2 separate regions of the Gossypium hirsutum genome follow, and region 2 is linked to region 1. Evidence: chromatin contacts called from public Hi-C data. All regions are on one chromosome and are shown on one strand. The core of a region is the stretch at or near the end of the contact, and the rest is flanking DNA. Distances in the headings are between cores, read along the strand shown.

Region 1 (3,286 bases), core at 462-2,961:
CCTTTTCGTCGCAAGCCACCACAAAGGACACTCCTACATACATTTTCAGTAAGGAAATACGTATACCAATCTATTCCACAAAAAAAACAAGCCCCAACCATAAGTAAATTGTGAAAGCGACGTGCCACCAGCTTTCAAATGTTGTAAGGATAATACGCCATGTGTGTAATGGCAATAGCTAGCTTTGTTGTTAGGCTAAAGCGAAGAACAATAATGTCACATGTTCGCAGCACAACCGCTGTGGGGGGAACCTATATTCGACGAGGACAGGCATGTTTGGCATGTTTTTGTCGCGACAAGAAGTATCTTAGAAATTTAAAAGGACGATCACCGACATATTTCCGATAGTTTTTGCCGATATATCATATATCGATATATTGAACATTATCACGAATGCATCCCACATTCATGCTAAGAATCCGTTCTAATTCCCTTCCCGACAAGCAAAATTCATAACCCCCCACAAGAACATCAAAACAACAAGATCTCTTCACCACCAATGGTGTTCCAACATGTTTGAATTACCGACAAGACATGTAACCGACTTAGATTGTTCGCTTATGAACTTACAATGATCCATTTCTCAGTTTCATCTAATTATTTAATGTGATCATCACCTAATTGTCATAAATACATAAAAGACCCCTAAAAAAGTATTCCCTTCAAAACTAAATCAAATCATTGTCGAGTTTAACAACCACCACTAGCGAAATAACATAAGATCTACTCAATTAAACATGTTCTACCAAACAACATCCCATATATTTCTTCATTCTTTGTTTGGTGCTATAATATACCCAGATGATTATACCATAACCAAGTTCTAGTTTGCTGGACCTTATAATACATATATAACAAAGTATTAGCAGGTGGACTTTCCATTTTAAAACCCTATAGAAGTTCCTGAAATATGTTGCTAATAAATAAAGTTAAATATTTTGAGAATAATACCAAATAATGATATATATATATATATATAGTTCTAGAAAAGATATTCTGGAAGGTTTATGTAATTTCAGAAAGAAGTCTTGGATAAAGAAGAAGATAGAAAAGAAATGGATCTATGATGATGAAAGAGTACAAATTACCGTGAAGCCATAAGTGAGTTAGACCTAAAGGTGGCTGCGTGCTTTCATGTCTGACCACAACTTAAAGTTTACAGCTAAAAATTAATAATAGATACTGAAGAAGAAGAAGAAGAAGATGCTAGATATGTTCTTTATTTCCTTCCATGAAAGGAAAACTAACCTGGTCATCTTGAGCAGTTGAGGACAGAAGATAATCACGATCTTTAGAAGCCAAAAGAGAAGAAAATCTAGATGTTGAAATCTTCTCGGCATCACCATTTGTCAAAGCTTGAACAAGATTCCTGGCGTTGTCGTCCAAATCCATTTCCTTCCTACTTCATCACTTGTCTTCTTTTCTCGCTTCTCGTTTGCTTATAAAAGATTAAATCAGTCCTTTCAAAGCTTAAATTGCATGGAACCATATTCTTTATCCTAAGATAGCAATTCAACCCCCCCCCCCCGAACTTACGATTCACTCCAAAAGTATCGTCAATGAGCCAAACTCCCACTGTTCCTCGGGTCCATTAACTATCATGCTGGCGACGTCTTGACTTATATTTAATTGGTCAAGACCGTCATCTGTCACGCATATAACCTTTTGGTTCGACACATTGGGTTCGCTTTTGTTAAAATAAGAAAAATCGAAGTCCAGGCCAGCGTTTCCAAGCTATCTTAGATAAGGTAGGTAAGGTCCCGTGTTTGTCATAAAGATGTAGTGGACACCTGTATTTCTAACTCTCTCCACCTTTTTAACATTATTATTATTTTCTTTTTTATTTTAATTGCTTCTTATATTTTTATCTAAACAAAACAATAAACTTAGCGTTTACATTTTTTCTATCAATTTGGTTTTTTTTTCTTCTAAATTTGATATTTTAACCTTAAAAAAAATCAAATCTCTCTTTTTTAATAAAAATTATGATCAAAATATTAATTTTTAATGTTGTTAACATGACAACTTGAATTATAATTTATGTACACATCATCTTAATATAACATCATTTATTTTATATATCACTTCAACAAATAATAATTTAAAAATTATAAAAAAAATAAAATATAAAATATAAAAAGTTCATAAAATTTCAAAAATATTAGCATTGAGTATACATCCATTATCATGGAGGCTATCGTATTTAAATTTTTAACATTTTAATTAGTATTCTCATCAAACAAACATAATTTCAAATCTTTTTTAAAAAATTAATTAAATTTAATTTTTTTAAAATGTTGAGAGCCAAATTTAACTAAAAATAAAGATAAAATTAATAAAAATATATAAATATTAAAAATAAAATTAATATTTATTTATTTTTTATCTCGTACTTCAATGAAATATATTAGTATTTAAAAGTTTGGTTAAATTAATAAAAGAACAAATATTATTATAATTTTTGTATATTTTTATATAAAAACTAACGAAATACACATACAATAAGAATTTACCTACTTCAATATTTAAATTTTATTAAATAAAATATCACTCATATGGTAAGCACCGTAATCTAATTTTCCTCTAAATTTTTGAAAAAGATAAATATAAAAATAGTGCGTGGGAGGATGAGACGGCTGTAAGGCTCTAAAAATTGTAGCTTTGAATTCTCACTATATTGGGGCCCACTTAAACGACACTTGGCAACGCGCAACCCGAAGACCTTAATTTAAAAGTACTTTTAATCCTTTCCTTTTGTTTGTATTCCACCATTGTTTAATTCTTTTCTAGAAACCTTTTTCCCTTCACAATGCTTTCAATTTTTTGTAATATTTCTTTTTGGTTAAAATCTCTTCTCAATCATTTTAATTTAACAAAATTTGAGATTTAACCCATATACTTAAAAAGTTAAAAGTTAAGTCTTTTTACTTTGCCGATCTCACTCCAATCATTACCATTGTTAATATTCTTTGTCAAAATTTATCAATTTAGCACATGAATTAAGCTATCTTCATATTATGTGACATATGCTTAATAGAAAATAAATATGTTACGTTGACAAATTTTAAAAGAAACTACCAACAAAAATGATGATTGGGCTAAGATTTTCAAACTAAAAATGTAGGATGATTAAATTTTTAACTTTTAAATTACAAAAACTAAATCTCAAATTCTATAAAAAGTATAGGAATTAAAAGCATATTTTAACACTTTTAAAATAAGGTATTTTTCATATCCATGTACAATTTATGAATACTAACATTATAATTTTTGTGGTAGCCTCTCC
Region 2 (3,286 bases), core at 207-2,706, 50 kb after region 1:
CTTGTGTTTTAAGGTTCATTTTGGGGCCACACGGCCTGAGACACGGGCGTGTGTCTCGGGCGTGTGTCTCAGCCGTGTGTGACACAAGTCTGTGTGTCTCCTGTAGGTTCAGTGCATACAAGTCAAGCTATTACACGGCCTAACACATGGCCTGGCACGTGGTAGTGTGAGATCATTTCGAAGGGTACACGAGCGTGTGAGATTATTTTGAAGGGTACACGGCCTGACACATGGGCGTATGGCTTGGCCGTGTGACCCAAGTTAGTGAGTTACACGGGCATAAACACGGGCTGAGACACGGCCATGTGCCCCTATTTTGAATGTCCACACGGCCATGTAACCCCTACAATCTAAATTTTTTAACTTTTTTCCTAAAATTTCCAAATGTTTCTGATTTAGTCCCGAATTATTTCTACAGTATTTTTAGGGCCTCGAGGGCTTGATTAAGGGACATTATGGATGTATTTGAATGAAATTTGATTACGTTTGTATAAATGTATGATTTGAATAGTTTAATATTTTGTTTGTCTAGTAATGCTCCATAATCCTGTTTTGGCGACGGATACGGATTAGGGGTGTTACAGATGGTGCATTCCTCACACAGTGAATGAAAGGTGTGTGTCTCTAGGCACCACCACTCAACTAGTGCCAATATTAAGTCGACATTTAGCTCAAACACACAGATTAATGCCGATGATCCAAATCATGTGGCATCTAAGTAGGGCATAATCTGTGTGTTTGGCCGATAGCTCAGACCATGGCCTACAGTACAGACCCTAATCATATTATAAAATTGGTTAAGATCTCATAGTTAAATAAAAAATTATGTGCAACTATGCCAAAAAATACGTACAACATTAGAACATTCTCTTACCGGTAAATGGACCGTCCTAATTGTGTGATCTGCTGCAGTAATTAAAGAACTCATATCCATATATGCAAAAATAATTAAAATTTTAATAATCGAATTAACAAAAAACAATATAAAAAACACGCGTAATATTAATACTTAAACTATTAATTTTATCTCAATTTACCTTAAAAAATAAGGTCAACCAATAAAAATGTAAAATATAGTTCAAAGGTTAGTATACTAATAAAGCTGAAAACAAAGCCTTGAATGCCTAAAAAAATTAAACTTTAACATAATTCTAATCTATTAATAATAATTATAATAATAGCAAAATAAATAAATACCTGATTTTTTTTAGAAGATCTTCGGGTGTGGGGAGAGAAGGAAGAACCATCTAAATGTTTGTAATATAAAAATAAAATAAAAATGAAAGATACAAGTTAATTAGTACAAATGTCTACTAACATAACTAATTATACTAAAAAAAATTAAAACTTATTTTTGTTTTGATTTTTGTGTATAATAAGTACTATGTTTAAATTAGTATTAAAATAATTAATGTACTAATAAAAAAGGGAAAACCTTAAATTTACCTTCAACAGTGGAGGGAAGGGGACCTTCAATAGCTGGAAAATTTTGGTGTGGGGGTTGGGACCAAACCAACCCGCTTTATAATAATAAAAAATAATAATATAATAATAAAATATTTTTTTTAACCTAAAAAGAAAATAGTTGTTATGATAATTTTTTGGTATTGGAATCTAGATATGTAATTGACGAGTTACATCCACAGTAGATCATTAGGCTGACACCAATAAAAATAATTTTATTTAAAAATAATAAAATGTCGTTTGATATGTCGATAGTATCAATAAAAATATATATTTTATTTTTATAATACATTGTTAAAAACACGTATAGTAGATTTTAAATGTGGGTGCAGCCGATTGATAAGACTATACTTAAAAATTAATTTTTTAAAGAAAAAACGGTGCGACACCAAGTATTTACTATAATCTTTGTCTAATTTTATTAATATTAATCTCTCTATCTTATTTTGATATTTATTTATTTATATTATATTATATTATTATAAAAAAAAACCCTATTTCAGAACGGGTACGGAATGGATGGTGATGTGAGTGATATCAATTATTTAAATCTCAAGTGTGGGTCCCACCGGAAAAGAGTCTTAAAACATGGGAATATACAAGCACAAAAGCGTTTGGAAATGTGAAAAAGCAAAAAGCCAGCGCGATGGGCGTTGGTGTTGAGTTGTTTATGGATCACATCACATGGCTCTTTGTACGTAGTCCTTCCATCTTATTGACTTATTAAACTACACTTTATAATTGATAAAAAAGAAAAAAGCAATCAAATTCCAATTTTTTTTTTACTCTTTTAACTATATGCATCATTATTATTTTTTATTATTAAAAAATATGTATTTTTTTCAATAAATATTGATATTTTTAATTTTAAATTGATTGAATTGCTTAAGAGATTCATTGAACTGTGAAATCTGAAGAATAATGACAAATCAAAAATGTCTAGAAAATACAACATTATCACAGACCAGCTAGCTAAACTTAGTCTAAAGTGAGGTTATAAGTTTTTGATGTGTCTCCAAATGAGATCCTTGAGGTTTTACAACAAGATAAACAAAATGGTGCTTTTAAGCATTTGAACTAATGTAATTTATCTTTTATTTTCACAAGAGAGAGAGAGAGAGTAAGAGAGCGTGACCAGCTTTAGAATCACCAGTGTTGGAATCCAGGGGCGAAGTTAGAACAAATTGTTGGGGGCCAGATAAAATTTTAATTTTTTATAGTTTATATATTTATAATTTGTAAAAGATTAAATCGAATTTTTATAATTTTAGGGAGTTAAAGTACAATTTTATCTTTACTAATTTAAAATTTTTAAAAAATTTTAAGGGCCAGAAGAACAAATTTATATTTTAAGGGAGGCCGAAGCTCACGCCAGCCGGTGGAATCGATAATCAAATCAGCAGAGTCAGCTTGTGAGGTCCAGGTGCCTCAGTCATAGTGCAGTAGTTTTTGATGGTTTAATTTTTCCGCAAGTCAATGAATGGTGATGAAGGAAGGAAGGAATTCTAACCTTTTAGAAGAAGAGTCGCCTTGGAGATGGATTGAAAGAGAGAAATACGAGTGGGAGGTTACGGGAGATCTGGACTTTTATAGATTCAAGGCTCCCTTTCGAGTTTAGGCCTTCTCTTCTAGCCGTTGGATTTTAGTATTCTTTAAGCCAACGATTTTGGATTAACTTTGCTACATTGGATGTTCTCATGTTCACATAATGTTGTTGGTGTACCACCATTTCATTTCTTATGTTTATTTTCGTATTATTTTCATAAACAATGTTTTTTTTAAATCTTTTAAATTTTATTATATGTAAATTATGCATTTTAAA

Evidence for each region. A called contact is a pair of places that touch in the nucleus more often than the background predicts.
Region 2: a Hi-C map of hypocotyl shows a contact between it and region 1, with 5 times the contacts expected there. The contact joins the enhancer-like site here to the promoter of LOC107916523 in region 1. A contact is called at or near these places in 24 of 34 Hi-C or Micro-C datasets (anther, callus, cotyledon and 5 more).

Annotation. Positions count from the first base shown.
Region 1 is chrA01:21,292,850-21,296,135 of Gossypium_hirsutum_v2.1, forward strand. It overlaps LOC107916523 (probable nucleoredoxin 2), which reads right to left and starts at 1,712. Exons shown (of 3, transcript XM_016845782.2): 1 at 1,249-1,712. The coding sequence starts at 1,392.
Region 2 is chrA01:21,342,760-21,346,045 of Gossypium_hirsutum_v2.1, forward strand. No RefSeq gene overlaps it. Among protein-coding and RNA genes, the nearest start is that of LOC107917986, 17 kb to the right of the region's middle. Within about 2 kb of position 1,457, at least 3 of the 9 cell types and tissues checked have an H3K27ac peak or open chromatin away from gene starts, as enhancers often do. A contact at or near this core is called in hypocotyl and leaf, where this site is marked.